Linked DNA regions of Mus musculus: all the other regions are linked to region 1. Evidence: chromatin contacts called from public Hi-C and promoter capture Hi-C data. All regions are on one chromosome and are shown on one strand. Each heading gives the region's core, a stretch centred on a gene start, on an enhancer-like site or on the middle of the called end of the contact. The rest is flanking DNA. Distances are from core to core; before and after follow the strand shown. Region 1 holds the start of Tbc1d10b (TBC1 domain family, member 10b). Region 2 holds the start of Prss8 (protease, serine 8 (prostasin)). Region 3 holds the start of Stx4a (syntaxin 4A (placental)). Region 4 holds the start of Apobr (apolipoprotein B receptor). Region 5 holds the start of Hsd3b7 (hydroxy-delta-5-steroid dehydrogenase, 3 beta- and steroid delta-isomerase 7).

The links. Promoter capture Hi-C pulls out the DNA fragments that hold promoters and counts their contacts. A called contact is a pair of places that touch in the nucleus more often than the background predicts. Capture Hi-C pulls out chosen DNA fragments and counts their contacts.
Region 2: a promoter capture Hi-C map of liver shows a contact between it and region 1, with 2.0 times the contacts expected there. The contact joins the promoter of Prss8 here to the promoter of Tbc1d10b in region 1. A contact is called at or near these places in 3 of 39 promoter capture datasets (hematopoietic stem and progenitor cells and liver) and 2 of 9 other capture datasets (adipose tissue and liver).
Region 3: a Hi-C map of uterus shows a contact between it and region 1, with 4 times the contacts expected there. The contact joins the promoter of Stx4a here to the promoter of Tbc1d10b in region 1. A contact is called at or near these places in 1 of 39 promoter capture datasets (liver), 2 of 484 Hi-C or Micro-C datasets (CD4 T cells and uterus), 2 of 115 datasets of contacts at active chromatin or transcription factors (astrocytes and bone marrow-derived dendritic cells) and 1 of 9 other capture datasets (pancreatic islet).
Region 4: a contact with region 1 is called in a promoter capture Hi-C map of embryonic stem cells. The contact joins the promoter of Apobr here to the promoter of Tbc1d10b in region 1. A contact is called at or near these places in 5 of 39 promoter capture datasets (cranial neural crest, embryonic stem cells, hippocampal neurons and 2 more), 1 of 484 Hi-C or Micro-C datasets (uterus), 6 of 115 datasets of contacts at active chromatin or transcription factors (bone marrow-derived macrophages, double positive thymocytes, embryonic forebrain and 2 more) and 3 of 9 other capture datasets (adipose tissue, liver and pancreatic islet).
Region 5: a contact with region 1 is called in a promoter capture Hi-C map of liver, with 2.4 times the contacts expected there. The contact joins the promoter of Hsd3b7 here to the promoter of Tbc1d10b in region 1. A contact is called at or near these places in 3 of 39 promoter capture datasets (liver and neural stem cells) and 2 of 9 other capture datasets (adipose tissue and liver).

What each region holds. Positions count from the first base shown.
Region 1 is chr7:127,206,746-127,209,922 of GRCm38.p6, reverse strand. It overlaps Tbc1d10b (TBC1 domain family, member 10b), which reads left to right and starts at 1,455. Exons shown (of 9, transcript NM_144522.5): 1 at 1,455-2,473. The coding sequence starts at 1,560. It also overlaps a transcript of Mylpf not described here.
Region 2 is chr7:127,928,606-127,931,782 of GRCm38.p6, reverse strand. It overlaps Prss8 (protease, serine 8 (prostasin)), which reads left to right and starts at 1,670. Exons shown (of 6, transcript NM_133351.3): 1 at 1,670-1,985; 2 at 2,209-2,226. The coding sequence starts at 1,901.
Region 3 is chr7:127,840,382-127,843,558 of GRCm38.p6, reverse strand. Stx4a (syntaxin 4A (placental)) reads right to left here and starts at 1,751. Exons shown (of 11, transcript NM_009294.3): 1 at 1,491-1,751; 2 at 1,194-1,295; 3 at 1,015-1,114; 4 at 801-875. The coding sequence starts at 1,520.
Region 4 is chr7:126,583,448-126,586,624 of GRCm38.p6, reverse strand. Apobr (apolipoprotein B receptor) reads right to left here and starts at 1,617. Exons shown (of 4, transcript NM_138310.1): 1 at 1,557-1,617; 2 at 1-1,249. The coding sequence starts at 1,613. Cln3 (ceroid lipofuscinosis, neuronal 3, juvenile (Batten, Spielmeyer-Vogt disease)) reads left to right here and starts at 808. Exons shown (of 18, transcript NM_001146311.2): 1 at 808-1,330; 2 at 2,345-2,451.
Region 5 is chr7:127,799,113-127,802,289 of GRCm38.p6, reverse strand. Hsd3b7 (hydroxy-delta-5-steroid dehydrogenase, 3 beta- and steroid delta-isomerase 7) reads right to left here and starts at 1,681. Exons shown (of 7, transcript NM_133943.2): 1 at 1,576-1,681; 2 at 1,044-1,215; 3 at 674-829; 4 at 348-456; 5 at 177-276; 6 at 1-54. The coding sequence starts at 1,209. Setd1a (SET domain containing 1A) reads right to left here. Exons shown (of 19, transcript NM_178029.3): 18 at 3,062-3,177; 19 at 2,168-2,984. The coding sequence ends at 2,811.

The sequences.
Region 1 (3,177 bases), core at 206-2,705:
AAATAAATAAATAAAAAACAAAACAAAAAAAGAAGAATCTGGAAGGTTAGAACTCATAACGTCAGGTCTTGTAGTTAGTAGCTAATGAGTACTAAGAGAAGTGGATAACAATACGGCTTGGTTCTTGAATCCTTCAAAGAGGAGGGTTCATGGTATTGAGGATTCATGGATTTGGGTTCTGAGATGGGACCTCCACCCACAAGCCGGGAGAGTGAAGTAGTGCTCAGAGGATATGGGTTTCAGAAATTGCAGTGTTTGCGGCGGCGGGGTGGAGGTGGGGGGGGGGGGAGAAGCTGAGTTTGTACATGAGAACTTAGAGAAACCTGGTCTGAGTTCCTGCCTGAAATAGGGAATTGAGAGATGAGTCTTTCAGAGGACTGACTATAGTCTAACTAGACACATCGAGGTAGAGAGTACTGATGAGGGCACTGGGTTTGTGGTGCAGCTCAGGAGTTGAATGAACAGGGGCTCTTTTGGAAACCCAAGAAGGCCAGCGCGGCACTCTTATTGGCTAGGAGCCGCACCGATGCTCCAGGCTCTTCTCAGTGATGTCCCCAGTTGTCACCTCCTCTCGCGCTTGTCTCTGGTTGTCACTGACTATTCTTGCTCTGGCACCGCCTGCTGGCAGCATCCCTGGCCCTAGAAGCAGAGAATGTTATCTATTTCTACTCTTATGCAAAGTGGAGAAGGACAGTCATTGGCTAACAAGTTAATCACAAGTTAAGCCCGCCTCTCCCTGGTTGTCATTCCTTCCTGATCATCTCAGGAAGTCTAAGAATTTTTCGGCTCTTTCTATTGACTGCTGATGCTGTCATCACAGGAATAGACGTGACCGTCAGTCAATTTGACTGCCTAGCCCCCCTTTTTAATTTGGTTCCCTTTTCACCATTTCCATTGGCTAACAAGTTCCTAGTCCCTGCCTCTTACTGCCCAACACCAGCCTCATTCCCCGCCCTTCTGCGGTCACTCACTCTCTTCAGTTGTGTTTATTGGCCTGGATGCTCAGGATCTCTCTTTTCTATTGCTTGTTTTCTTCGTCCTGCCTCTGCCTTCTTCACTTCCTCTTTCTCGAGTACCCACCCTCTTCCCGCCTCTAACCCCACCCACCCTTCCATCGATTGGCAGGAACTCAGTTTTCTCTCTCCTATTATCCGTCCTGGTCTTATAGAGGGGGCGGGAGATTAAAAAAAAAAAAAAAAAAAAAAAAAGGAGGGGTGCGGGAGGGCCTTTCCTCGCGCAGGCGTAGTTCGCCGGGACAGTGGCTGCTCCTCCGCGTCTGCGCAGGCGCGACGTCGGCAGCCGGCCCCTCGCTGGGAGGGGGCGGCGCGAGCGCGCGAGTAGGGTGAGAGGCCGGGAGACCCCGGCGCGAGCGCCGTCGACCCTTGCCCCGCCTGCGCGCGCCGCCCGCCGCCTGCCGCCGGGTCCCGCCCCGCCCCCGGCGCGCGCCGAGCCGCGCCCTTCGCCCTCTCTGCAGCCCCGGCGGGCTGCTCCGGGCGGCCTGAGGGGCGGCGCCTTCTGCGGCCTCCCCGGCGGGGGGATGTGAGGGGCCGCCCGCAGCTATGGAGACGGGTCCGGCGCCCCTTGTGGCCCCGCCGCGCCGCCACGGCGCCCCCGCTGCCCCTTCGCCCCCGCCCCGGGGCTCCCGGGCCGGATCGCACTTAGTGGTGGAACCGGGACCGCCAGTGACTACAGCCACTTCGGCCCCAGTCGAATTGGTGGCCCCCGGGGAGGCTCGGCCCGCCTGCGTCCCAGGATCATCACAGACCTCGGCCTCTACACCCACGACAGCTACGAGCAGCACGGTAGTGATGCTGACCCTGGAGGCCTCACCCGAAGCCGCGAAGACGCAAGAGTTCCCCGCACCAGCGGCAGAAACAGGAGCCGAGACGTCGGTGGCTTTGGCTTTGGGGACAGACACTCAAAAGACGGAAGAGGTTCGAGCCTCTCCTGTCCCAGGACCAGGGACCCCCACTCGGACACCTTCCAGAATGGCGCCTGGAGCCCTGACTGCCAAACCCCCGCTTGCCCCCAAGCCGGGGACCACAGTGGCTTCAGGAGTGACTGCACGGGGTGGAGTAGGACAGGTGGCAGGTGGGCATGAAGCTGCGACCTCAGCATCAGCAGGGTCGGTGCCTGAGGACCCCTCAGGGCCTGTCACAGGCCCTCCCGGGACATGCGAGGCTCCGGCTCCGACTCCGGTGGCTGTGGTGACAGTGACCCCAGCTCCGGAGCCTGTTGAAAACTTTCAAGACCTGGGCTCCACGTCCAGTCTAGGACCTGGCATCTCGGGGCCTCGGGGTCAGGCCCCAGACACCCTGAGCTACTTGGACTCCGTGAGCCTCATGTCAGGGACCTTGGAGTCCTTGCCGGATGATGTGAGCTCCATGGGTTCAGACTCGGAGATAAATGGGATGGCCCTGCGCAAGACGGACAAGTATGGTTTCCTTGGGGGCAGCCAGTACTCAGGCAGCCTGTGAGTACACAGTGGGCACCCCGTGGGGGCTGCCTGGGGACGCGTAGGGGGAGGGGAGGGGCGGGGAGGGGATGCACCTGGCCAGCCCTGGCCCAGGGAGTCATTAGCAGGAGCTGCAGTGCCCAGAGCATCCTGGGGTTTCTATGACTTCAGAGCTGAGGACCAGGGATCAAGGCAGTCGTCTCGATTTAAGCCTAGACCTTGCCTAGGCCCGTGTCCTTGAGCTAGTGGTGTCCCTGTTTCTATGCCTCAGTTTCCTCTATGAAGAGAGGGATTGAATGAGCTGATACCTACTAAGCAGCTAAGATGCCAGCTGCTTGGTATGAAACTATTAACTAAAAAGGCCAGACATTCTGGAAAGTTGGTTGGGCGAGGATTCTGGCAGAAATCTTAGATCTCTGAGGGCAAGAGGGATGCCTTCAGAGTAGCAGTGGGTGTGGGGGGGTATCTGTAGGCAGAATAGTGGGGTGAGAAAGTCTGCTTGATGGAGGAGAGACCCTGAAGGCAGGGCTTTTGTGAGAGGGCAGTTTTGTATTTTCATTGAAGGGAAAGGGTGGGGGAGGCCTCTTCCCCATTTCCTCATCTCCCCTGCCCTAGTTGAGCTTTCCTAGTTCCTTCCAGGGAGGGGCCTGAGTCACTCCTAAGGTGGGGGTGAGTGTGATTAGCCTGACTTCTTCCTTCTCTCTCTGGAGCCTGGCCATTGC
Region 2 (3,177 bases), core at 421-2,920, 720 kb before region 1:
CACACTGAATCTGCCCCTTCCTTTCCCTAAACGCACCGCACGTGACTCCCAGAGTCTTGCCCCTCCCTCCCTCTGATTCACCCCCTCCAGGAATTCTCCGACCCAGGGCTGGGCTGGAATCCAGCTGCAGACAGCAGAGGAAGTAAGGGTCAGTTTTTCCTCAGCTTAAACCTAACCCATATCCATACCCACAGACGGCCGGCACACGGGCTGCCTTTCTGTGAACTCCTGTGCCCTGTTACTCATGTGTACACACACATGCATGCACCAGCACAAGCAAACTCTGAGGCTGCTGCTCTCCAGCCTGTCTTGAGGCAGGGTTTCATGAACCTGGACCTTGCTGGTTCGCCTAGACTGGCTGGGCAGCAAAGCCCCAGGGTCTGCTGACTCCCACCCAGGACTGTCCTGGGGTTGCAGCTGTGAACCGCCACACTCACACTTTACAGAAAGCCAGGGATCGGAACCTGGGTTTTTATGGGCCTGCACGTGGGAATTGCTTTACCACCGAGCCTTCCCTAGGCCTTTCCCTGAACTCCTACCCTACCTACTTCACAACACCCCGGCTTTGTCTTTATTTATTTATTTATTTATTCTTTTTTTTTTCCAAGACAGGGTTTCTCGGTATAGCCCTGGCTGTCCTGGAACTCACTTTGTAGACCAGGCTGGCCTCGAACTCAGAAATCCCCCTGCCTCTGCCTCCTGAGTGCTGCTGGGATTAAAGGAGTGTGCCACCACATCCGGCTTTTTTTTTTTTTTTTTTTAGAGATTTTTCTCTATGTAGCCTTGGCTATCCTAGAATTTGCTATGTAGACCAGTCTAGCCTCAAACTCACAGACATCTGCCTGCCTGTGCCTCCGTGGGACAAAGCACAACTGGCTTTAAAGACACGTGCCACCACACCTGGCCTAACTTTGCCAGTGTTGTTTGGTTGGCATCTTTCCATGCCCTCTGAGGATTTGGTTCCCAGCGTTGTTCTTCCACGAGCCCTGCAGCTACTGTGCAGTTGAGAGTCCCACTAATTGGGTCTATATCACAGCTCCTAATTTGAAATGATTAATCAATAATTGCCTTTTGTTACTTGATTCGAGTCTGACATCCCCACTTCATCATCATCTTAAGGAGGTCATAGATGGTACAGTCTGCCACTTGTGCCGGGTGCACAGATAGGTACTTAGCAAATACTTACCGGATGATTGTCAATAGCCAGCCGTGCTCAACACCTGCAGGAAGGTGTTTCTACAGAGGGCCTGCCACGAATGGCTTTGGCCTGGGGCATTCCCCCATGCTAGTTTTAGATACCTGGCCTGAGGAGGGATGGGAAGGGCTGAGCAGCGGCTGTGGCCCTACCTTAATAAGGTCTAGACCAGGCCAGGTTGTCGGGGAAGAGGGGACTAGGAGTGGGGGGAGGGGGGGTGATAACTGAGTGACCAATAAGACCTGGGGTACTTGGCTGGCCCTTAGGGTTCCCAGTCCTGCCTGGGACTGCTTTCTGACTGTCCAGGATCAGTTTTCCTGTATCAAAAGCACCCACTGCGAAAGGATCCAGGAAAGGACCACAGAGGCCAGAAGCAGGAAAAAAAAAAGCCTGCTTTCCGAGGAGGAGGAGGAGGGCGTGGCTGAGGGAGGAGCCCACAGGTGGTTGGCTCCTGAAGTGCCTGGAGAGGTCTCTGTTGACCAAATTGTAAGGCAGAACAGGTCCACGCTGGTCACTGCAGAGAGACTAAAGGTGTGTCCCGTCTTCCCCCTGGCCATTTTCTGCCGAGAAGCCTGCTTCACCTTCCCAGCCTAGATCCTGGGATTCCTCACTCTGATCCCACACCTAGATCCTGCCTTCAAAACCAGCCTTCTGGTTCTTCCCTTTCTACCTAGGGGCTCCTTCGGGGGGCCCTTGTCCTAGGCCATGGCCCTAAGGGTGGGCCTGGGACTTGGGCAGCTGGAAGCTGTGACCATTCTGCTCCTTCTCGGATTGCTCCAGTCGGGAATCCGTAAGTATGGATCCGCGGGAGGGAGGGTTGGAGAAGGAGCCCCGGTGAGAGCAGGCTGGTCCCCGTGTAGACTGAATTCGCGAATCTCCGTGTTCCTACCGTCTTCCCCTCTTCTCTTGTTAGTCCCCCAAACAAGGAATCACCCTATGGGGAAGCGGTTGGCGTGAAGGGCTCTGGGGACTCAGGCCTCCCTGCCAACTCCTCTCTCTTTCTTTCCCTCCAGGAGCTGACGGGACTGAAGGTGAGGCTTTCTGCGGGAGTTGGGGGAGTGAGGGCACAGCGGCTCGGTGTCCCCTGGCGGGTTGTAGGAACACTTGTCGCCTAGCTGGGCTTGCACTTAGCCACACTAAGTGTCCCAACAGCTCTGAGTGTATGGAATCTTGGCTCTTGTTTTATGAGGAAACTGAGGTAAAGAGATGCAGTGAGCTGTCCGCGGGCATAATCGAAGCCTGACTCTCAGTGTGGGTAGGGGAGGTGGCTCTGAGAAGATCAGCTCCAGTGTAGACTGGTTTCCGGTCTGAGCATAACTATCTAGTAGCCTTGTCTCCTTATCTTTCAAAGCTCCAGTTTCTTTGCCTTGAAAAGCTGTTCAGTTCTGTTCTTCTAGGGCTGTGAGGAAGACCGGGAGATTGGGAAGTGAAAGCCCCTTGGAGCCTAGATGCGCCTCAGCTGCAGTCTGAGTAGTAGCCATTGTCAGGATTGTGAGGGAATGAAGGAAGAATCTAGCTAGGTGTTTTCTCTGCCTACTGCTAGCTTGGGGGGTGGGGGGAGCGGCTCAGGTCCCCAACCTGAGGAATCCAATTTCCTTGCAATGTTCAATCACACCCCTAGTTCTCCTGTGCTCAGCAGATGGGGAGAGGGTGGAAACAGGTGTGTCTCTAGGTAACGCTCAGGTTGGTGCAGTTGGAACAGTCATAGGCATGAGAACAGGTGTCAGCCAGCCTGGACTCTGTGGAGAGGGCCCTGGAAGCTGAGAGCGACACCTGTGACCTAGCCGGCTGATCCAAACATGCCATGGAGGGGCTGTGCCCGGATGGCTCTCTAGCCTAGTGGAGAAAGGCTGGAAAGGCATTCAGAATAGAGTGACTGGTCTTAAAGGTCCAGTGGTAAGGAGTGAGTGGCCCAGTGGCTGTGACAGGAAGCGGGGCTGTGTGATAGTCAGAGGATAGTGGCATATGTACCTGCAATTTAT
Region 3 (3,177 bases), core at 502-3,001, 630 kb before region 1:
ACAAGGATGGATGGGAAGAGGGGTTCCTCCTGAGACTTACAAACATTGTTTGGGAGACCAGCTGCATTCTGTTGGAGGTTAGCCTGATCTACATATTGAACACACACAAACCCATTAATAAAAGTGTAAGCCATATAATAAAATATTTTAAGTGAATTTTTAAAAAGTGATTGGAGACCAGATCAGGGCCACATCTACATTCCAGCTACGTAGTAAGGAGTTTCTTGTTTTCTAACATTTTTATTACATAGTGACTATGAACAGGAATGCCTTCTGGTAGTAATGCATAATGGAGGAGGAGGAGAAGAAAAAAGAAGGAGCGAGCTTTTAATTTAATCTCAGCACTCAAGAGGCAGAGAAAGATGGATCTCCGTGCATTTGAGGCCATCCTGGTCTATATAGGAGGAAGAGGTGGAGGAGTAGGTGAGAAGAGAGAAGGGAGAGGAGAAGGGGGCGAATTCTGAATTTCTGAGATATGTTTTTCTTTGAATTACACCAGTGGGTTCCCACAAGCGTGGAGGAACCTCTCATCTGCTTGCCCAAAGAATACACACTGGCCTGAAAGGATGAGAGCAGTAAGTAATTTTGAATTTAAACTTAAAATAATAATAAAGGAATCTGAGAGGCCATAATGTGCTCTGCAAAGTACCATGGCTTTGATGCCATGGGACAGAGATCCTAGACCCAAGTCTGCTGTGTGACCTGGATCTATCACTTGACTGTATACAACAACTAGATACACCAGCAACTGGGCTGAATCAAAGGGAAAGATATGGCTGAGACCCTTGAAATTCATTCACCTTTTAGCTGCGCCCGGACCTCTCTCCCCAGCTGTTTGATCTCCTCTCGCAGGTTCTGCAGGCCCTGCTTCATGCCTAAACGAGAAAGCCAACACTTCTAAATCACAGCCTCTCCCACAAACCAAAACCAAACCCATCCTGGCCATCACCTGAATAAAACTACATCCCCCATAGTCCACCGGGCTGGCGTGCGTGAGCCCTAGGTTTCGCTTACTCTCCTCGGGAAGAGGCGTGGCCAGGATGGTGACCTGCTGTTTCTCCAACTCCCGGACTTTACTCTCCAGTTTGGCCATAGTCTGCCGAATTGTCTGCACCTAGGAAGGATCACCAAGAGGGCTGAAGACTTAAGTGTCACTCTAGTCCGCCCTACTCCTCGGTTCTCCTGACCCTTACCTTCTGGAAGAACTCGTCGTCCGGGCTGCCCAACCGGGCAGCACCTGAGTGCACCACCAGCGCGACTCGAACCTCATCTTCATCGTCTGAGATGTTATCCCCCTGCCAGGGCCGGAGTCATTGGCGACAGTTGCTCGCTGCGGTTCTCGCCCCGCAGGAACCATGGGCTTCCGGGATTTTCCTTCCTGGCCATCAGCCACCCGCCCGGGACCCAAAACCAGGAGTCCTCACTCCAGCGCGCCCGCCCGGCCCCGCTTCTCCTCACTCCAGGGTGTCCTCACCATCCCGGTTTCTCACCTGCCTCAACTCGTGGGTCCTGTCGCGCATGGTGGTCGGAGTGCCCTGGACCCGAGCCCAAAGGGCCTCAAGGTTCTAAATTTGGAAGTCCTGCACCTCTCTCACACTTGACACCCCCTCCCTCACCCAGCGAACTCCAGTACACCCCGGAGCCGCCAAAGGCCCCACCCCTTTCACCATCCACAGTCGTGGGGAAGAACCCGATCATAGGACCCCCAAAGTTCTACAGGTTGGAATTCCCTTCTCTTCCCCCCATCCTGCTCCCGCAGCTGCCGCCCCGCCCCTCGGGGGATGACTCCGAGCATGCGCGCGAGGGCTCGGCTCGTCCTCGCTAGAGGGAAAGGCGGAGGTCGGAAGCAGTGGCAGCCGAACGGAAGCGAGGCTGCCTGAGTCCAGAGCCCGCCCCGCTGCTCCCCCCCCCCCCACTACCGGAACATCTCATATTGGAGCCGAGATCTAGTTGCCCAAAGGGTTGGGAATGCGTCATTTGCACGCAGTCTGAGAGCCTCGTATCTCACATCACCCCATGGCGCCCCCTCATCACGTGACAGGCCGGGCCCAGCTCCGCGGGCTGCACGCCCGACCGCCAGTCATGTGTTCCGGCCTGTCAGCGACGTCTCGGGCTTCAGTCTCGCGACGTCCCCGACACCCCAGCGTCTGAGCTGTGCCCCAACAGCTTCTTCGAGGTGGGGAAGGGTACACTGCCTACTCTCAGCCACCTACTAAGGATGCTCTGTAGAATTCACTTTTTTGTTGTTTTAATTTTGGGTCCTCGGGCGTGGGCAAAGTGAAGACTTGCATTTGGGGCTGTCAGTATCATGAGACCTTGGAAATCAGGAAATAATAAGACCCGAGTCTCCAGCGTCAGGGAATTGCAGGGTTTTGTAGGCAGAGAATCTGGGGGTGGGAAGTGACCTCAGCCAAGGTGGCGCTCCCCCCGCTGCTCCCCCGCGTCCTCCTGGCACAGCCTCTGACAGGTGGGCGGCCTATGCCCCGAGTGAGCATTGCAGTCCCGCTGAGCTCGCTACCTTCTGAGCAGCACGACAATTCCAGAGCAGCTCAGACTGAGAAAAATGTACTGTTACCTCCGCAGCCCTGCCTTACAGCTGACGTCTCAGCATGACTTGCTTTTCTTTAACGGAATCCCCAACACCAAATTCGGTAGCTGCCACATAGCAGTCCTGCATAGAAGATTTGATCCGAATAGTAGCCTTTCCTGTATTTGAAACTAAAGCCCGTGGCTTCCTGATCTTCTTTACGCTTCTCTCACGGTGCCATTTCCCCAGATTTGTTTGTTTGTTTGTTTGTTTGTTTGTTTGTTTTTCGAGACAGGGTTTCTCTGTGTAGCCCTAGCTGTCCTGGAACTCACTCTGTAGACCAGGCTGGCCTCGAACTCAGAAATCCGCCTGCCTCTGCCTCCGGAGTGCTGGGATTAAAGGCGTGCACCACCACTGCCCGACTTCATTTCCCCAGCTTTGACCCTCCAGAAATACATTCACTTGATAGATTTATTGGACACATACATACTAGGGAATAGATACTGATATGGGCTAGCGACATATCAAGGACCAACAGACCAAAGTCCTGTGCCCTGTGGAACTTCTATTGTATAGAAGCTTCCCCCCCCCCCGCACCCCCCAAAGTCCCTCAGCAGGTGTCAGAACAGCTAAAAATGGGTATTTGAATA
Region 4 (3,177 bases), core at 368-2,867, 620 kb after region 1:
CTTCACTCCTCTCTCCCACAAACAACTCCTCAGTGCTGACTTCTGGAGAGTCTTCCCAGTCAGGTTCATCTTTAGCCTCCGTGTCTAGGACTAGCGTAGGCTCTGTGGCCCAGGAGTTCCTTTTCTCCCTGGAGGATTCTTCTGCCCGTACCTCTTCTTCTAGACTCACTCCATTATCCCTGATGGCTAAGTCTTGCCTCTCCTCATCCTCAAAGCTGCCCTCTGTTTCCTGTTCTCCCATAGCCTCCTCTTCAGCTATGTGGCCTTCAGTCATCTCTCCAGTTCTCTCAGCCTCCAGGGTCTGGATCGGAAACCTAACTTCAGCCTCTCTCTTCTCGTCGACCTCATCCTGCTGGTCTCCCTTGTCAGCCTCTTCTAGGACCCAGACTCTCCCAGTAGTTCCTGGGAAGTTGTCTCCTGGGTCTGACCCGTATTCTGTTCCCTGAACTCCTAGGCTATCAGCCCCCTCCCTGTCTGAGACTGTCCAGGCCTCTCTACTCAACATGGCCTGGTCCTCAGACTCGGCCCCGGGGCATTGTGTCCCCTGTGCCCTTGCCCTTTCACCATCCCTCATTGGGACCATCCTCTCCTCTTCCTTGTCAATCCCTTTGGCACCAAACCATTCGATTTCTGCAACCATGTCTTTGGCCACCCAGTCTATCTCTTTGCTGTCCTCTGTCACATGCTGCCCCTCAGTGCCAGCATTCCCCCCAGGCTCGCTGTGCCAGGTTGGCTGTGACTCCACCCCCTCGGCCATCCCTGACTCTGCTGCTCTGACCACCTCCTCCTCTTCTTCCTTCTGTTCACAGGTTCTCAGAGGCTCCCCACTGCTTGCTTCCTCTTCACCGTGCTCCCAGATCTCCTGGGCTGTATTACTGCTCCTGTCTCTGTGAGTCCCAGGCTCTGCCTCAGGCTTCAGTGGGACACTTGGCTCCTGGCCCCTGGCATCCTCAGCTGCCTTCCAGGACCCAGTGTCCTGCCTTTCTGCTTGGGGCCTTGCAGAGCTATCTGCTCTCCACCCCCAGGTCTGTTCACCAGCTAAACTTCCTTCTTGGCATCTTCTAGTCTCTTCGGGTGCTTCTACCCCCTCACTCTGGCCACTTCTAAGTCCCTCCAGTACCTCCTGGGCTTCCTCTCCTACAACCTTCCCCTCAGTCACCTCTCCCAGTTCCTCAGCTGCCTGTGTCTGCCTCTCTACTGTGGGGACTGTGTCTCCTACGAGGTAGGACACAAACGCACTGAAGGAGTCCTAGAAGAGAAGAAAGAAGAGTGAAGGCACTCAGGGGAGGTCTAACCACTTCCCCAGGAGTACACTGTTAACAAAGCCCAGGTAAGAATCAGGGATCTGGACGTCTGCTAAGGGACCCCGACAAGGCCTAGCTTGAATAAGTGGGTACACTTGTAGAGGCAGGAGATTGAAACCCAGGAAGGACTGGGCTAGGAGTCTGGCTGACTGTAGGAAAGGGAGCTCAGGCTTCAGGAGAGGCTGTAAGGGAGAGGAAAGGTGAGACTACGAGGAATGGTGGAAGTTTCGGGTATCTCTCTGCCCCTCTCACCAGTGCTCCCCTCAAAGCCTGATGTAGCCCAGGGAGACGAAGCCGGAGAAAATCCATCCTGCAGGTCTCTGTGTGTCCAGAAAGCTCACAATGACCATCCGTCCCCACCCACGAAGTCCTCCCCAGCACCCAAGACACTTCCTCTTCCCCTGACTCTCCCTGACAAATCTCCACCCCAGGCCCTGTGCACCTCCCCCCTGCTCATGGATGACTTCATGACAGGCAGGGGGATGGCTTAACAGTGTCCAGGTGACTCAGACTCGGGTGCACATCTGGAACTAAAGGGCAGAGGATCGGGCCAGAAAGGGGAAAGGGAAAAAAAAAGTGGAAACAGGAGACCTCAGAATTGGGTATGGGGGAGGGGGCATTCGGCAAGTGCAGCCTGAGTGACTCAGGTCTTGTATTCGCACCTCAGCCATTTCCGCCTCCTCCAAGCCACAGCCTTCAGTGAGAGGAAGCTAGGGTTTGTGGTTCCTGATTTATTTGGGGGAGAAGCTGTAGAAGTGAGGATAAGGCCACTGGAAGTTCTGGGTTCCCATTTTCAACGCCATTAAGATTTTTCTGGGGATGAAAGGTCTGGATTGGTGCTCAATGCCCACACCCTCACCTATGGTTATTCTTGTACTGTGGTCATGTGTCCTCACAGCTTACTGTGAGTTCCTTAAGGACAGAGGCTGCAGAATTTCTAGAGACTCGTTTGGGTAGGAGGATCCTTTTTCTCACTGTTTGAGTGATCTAGGAAGAACACCACAGGAGGGCATATTTCAAACGGCAAATCTTAATGACAGGTGGTTGAAAAGACCCGGGAGAAGTGGGCAGAGGCTGCTGGAATCCATAGCAGAGGAATAGGCTTGATGAAGAATGGTCAAGATGCTGCCCTGCCATCGAGTGGAAGGTAAGGGAAGGACTCCTTATTTGGAACTGTGAGGTGACACATTCCAACTATCCTCTCAGCCTCATTCTCCTAACTTCCAATTAGGACAAACGGCTGACATCACAGACCAGGAAAAACACCCATAGCAGCTTTCTCAGTGAACTTAGCACCTTTGCTCTATTTCTTACTGCTGAGTCTCTGAAGTCAGCTAAAAGTCTAGCCTCTGTTGCACAGTGGGGCGGAGGGACCTTGGTTTTCTCTTGTAAAACCAGGGGTTGGACAACTTTCGTGGTATTTGTTGTTCTAGGATAGTAAGGCAAAGGGGATTTAACCGTAACATCGTGAATATTGCCACAGATAATTCATAGAATGCTGTTTTGTGGGTGTTTATTTTTAATCGATCTACTCTCAGCTACTTCCCAGATGCTTATTATAGGTCTTTACAATAGGTCTGTAAGGACAACAGATAACACTTGAGGCTGGTCGCCTTTGCGCTCAAGCAGAACTTGTCCTTGGGACGTTGGGTGGGGTAGTGGGACATCCGCAGCAAAGTAGCCATAATTGTTTCAGGCAAGTAAGAGCTGCAGGAAAGAAGCTGAAGCCTTCCGCGCCATGACTAGTACTGGCAGATTTGGTCGGCGTCTAGAGCGCCGCTTTTCATGGCTCTACTTGTGGCTCCCTTCGACTCCAATTCAAAATCAGTGCTTCCAGCGTTCTCTCGAACTCTCCTTCTTTTATTCTCCGAAG
Region 5 (3,177 bases), core at 432-2,931, 590 kb before region 1:
ATAAATGCCCGTGGGTCGAAGGGCACATGTCACCAGGGGTAGCCCTCCATTGACCTGGTGGCAGAGGGGAATTTTGAAGTGTACCCACCCTCTCCACCGTGGGCTGGAGATGGATGCAAAGAAGCCTGGGACTCAGGCTCTGCCCCTGCAGCTCAAGTCCCATCTTTGCAGTGTACCTTCCTTCCATTGGCCTCGAGGACCAGCTGCTCAGCAAGGGCTTTACTGCATGGGTAGGGATGGCTGTGGACTGCCTCATATGGGGTATCTTCATTGCCCCTGGAGAGGGGAGAAAGAAGACTGAGTGCTGGAGGGAAATGGGCTCTAAGATTAAGTGGGGCTGAGCTCACCTGTAGAAGGGGTGGCCCTTGATGTTAGGCCCCACCACTTCCATGCTGCTCGTGTAGACCAGGTACTGAGTGCCAGTCTGCACACAAGCATCAATCACATTCTGTGTGCCTATGGAGGAAAGGGACAGACGCAAGCTGTGTCTTCCCGCCTCTCACTCCTTCTGCCCCCCCCCCCCCCCCAGTGTCCAAGGAGAACCGCATCAGGTCAGGACAGGGTTCGACAGCAGTAAATGGACAAGGTTATCAAAAAGGACAGGCCCTCCCATAAAAATCACTGGTCAGAGGCAGGCCACACACTAGGGGCCAACAGGTAGGTAGCAGCTCACCCTGCACGTTGACTTTGTGGATGGTCTTTGGACTGGCCTTCCCAAACACATCCACCAACCCAGCTGTATGGATGACCACATGTGATCCAGACATGGCTGCTGCCACCTCATGGGCCTGAGTCACATCCCCCTGGATGGCAGTCACCTGCACAGGCCCTGGTGGAGACCCGAGGCAGTGTCAGAGCTGGGGCCTTAGCCAGCTGCTGAGTTTGGCCTGTCCACACCCTGGAAGCCACATGAACCAATGACTCACCCGGCCCCTCTGTCTGGTGGAGAACAAACAGGAATCATCTTTTCCATAAGCTGAGGTATCCCAGTCTGGGAAGGGATGGGGCCTCCCTACCTCCTGCTACTGCCCCACTCCAGTCACCTGCTTTCAGCTCCTCCAGCCAAGAACTCAGGTGCAGGTCAAAGACACGCAGCTCCCGGAGCCTGGGCTCCCGTTCCAGCAGCATCCGAACAATATGTTCCCCCAGGAAGCCGCAGCCACCTGTGACCAGGTATACCAGTGTTGGCACCTGTGCAGAGTCTGCCATGCCCAGCTGTGGGAAGAGAATTTAGCTCACTAGAATTGCCTGGTAGCACCTGCTCCAACCATGTGTTCTTCATAGAAGGGATCATTAGGTGGGAGCAGTGTGGGTGGAGAGGCTGAGTAGCAGGGGTGGGTTGCAGTTTTCTGTGCCTGTAGCACTAAGGCTCCCTGCCCTCTGACCCTAACTGCTGAGTCACTAGAATTGGATGCAGAATGGGAGGGATTGAGGCGGGTGGGGGGAAAAAAAAAAAAAAAAAAAAAGACTAGATTACTAAAGGACAGGCAGAGAAAGCAAGGAGTTGAATAGGGAGGTTGGAAGGGCGCAGGCTAAAAGGCAGGCCAGCTGGGCCTCAGTATCAGCTCTGCCTACCTGTAGTAAGTCCCAGGGCGCACAAACTGGCCACTGGAGGAGGTTGTGTCCTGGACTGGTGGACCAGCTAGATGTACATAGGCTTCCTTCCTTCCGCTCGCTCCTCCCTCCTGACCCATTCCAGGAAGGAGACCAGCCTAGCCTCCACCCCTAGGGGCGGGCAAGGGGGTTTGGAGGGAATTTTCTTGCCAGAGTGCCCCCTGGTGGCCAGTCCACTCTTCAGTGGCAGGCAAAGGACAGAACCTGCCCATTTGGTAGTGTATTTCAGGATAATAGGGTAGGGAAGGGATGCCCCCATCACTGATATGTTTGTCCCTCCTGCTGGGTCTCCCAGTAGGCTGAAGGCCCAGCACCAGCTATGGTTCTGGGAGGGAGAGCAGGGTAAACCTGATCTTGACATAATTCTGGCTAGCATCCATAGTGAGACAGATCTGGCATGTTTGTTGTATCTAGGTGGTTGGTCCAAAGCAGCACTGCGGTCTGCAGGTTGATTCACCCCAAACTCAAAGCCACCCATTCCCCCTCTCTCCTGCTTCACCCACTGTGGCAACTTGCATCCCAGTCTGCTCTTCCCAAAGATACTGACCAAGCATTTTTGTACAATAAAGTTTAATCACAATTATAAAAATGTGGTGTTGGGTTTCACTATTAACATTATGTACAATCCAGCCCAACAAGAAGGGCCTGCCCCCCACCATCCTGGCCCACTGAGCCAGAGCCCTGAGACACCAGGGTGGGAGGGTGACCCACAGGGTCTGGCAGGAACAGATGAGGCAGGGTTCCAGGCACAGAGTTCCCAGGACTAGGGGCCAAAGGCCCCCCCAGGGGGAGAACATGGCCACTGCCCCAGAGACCCCTAAACTGGGGCGGGGTGCACATAGGGCAGAAGGGGAAGTCCCCATTAACATGAAGCAAAGGGCTATGCAGCCCCCAAGAATAGCATCTATACAGGCTGGTACCCCAGGTTTCCACAGGAAACAGCTGCTGGCAGCTACAAAACATTTACAGCTTCTTCTTCGCAAAGAAAAAAAAATTAAGAGGGTGTTTGGGCATGGGGCATAGGGGAGGCAGCAGATGCCTCAAAGGACTGAGGCTCCCTTGTTGGCCTCAGTGCTCCCTATCCCACGTGAAGGTGGGGGCAGTGGGCCCTGCTGAGCCCAATAAGGCTGGGGTGCTGGGAGCTTAGGGCACCAAGGGGGAATAAATAGGGGTGAGGGCACCGGTCCTGCCCCACCTCAGTTGAGGGAGCCACGGCAACTTTCAGTGCCGCACAGACACGGAATCTTGTTGTCTTCTAGTGGGAACTTGTAGTCGTAGGTGATCTCCTCATCCACGCCGATGGGCTGCTTCGAGTAGATGACAATCTTTTTCTGAGACTCAATGGTGATCACCTTCGCATAGCAGTTGGGCTGCAGGAGGTGGGAGTGTAAGCCACAGCCCCACCTCACCCCTGCCCAGCCCAGCCCCGGCCCAGCCCTGAGCGCACCGTGCAGCAGTGGTTGATGAACCTGGCGAGGTTGCCACACTTGGTGGCATCAATGATGGTGTCGTGATCCACCCGGAAAAGGTAGCTGCTGCCAATGCCCTCCTGCACGTAGCGCT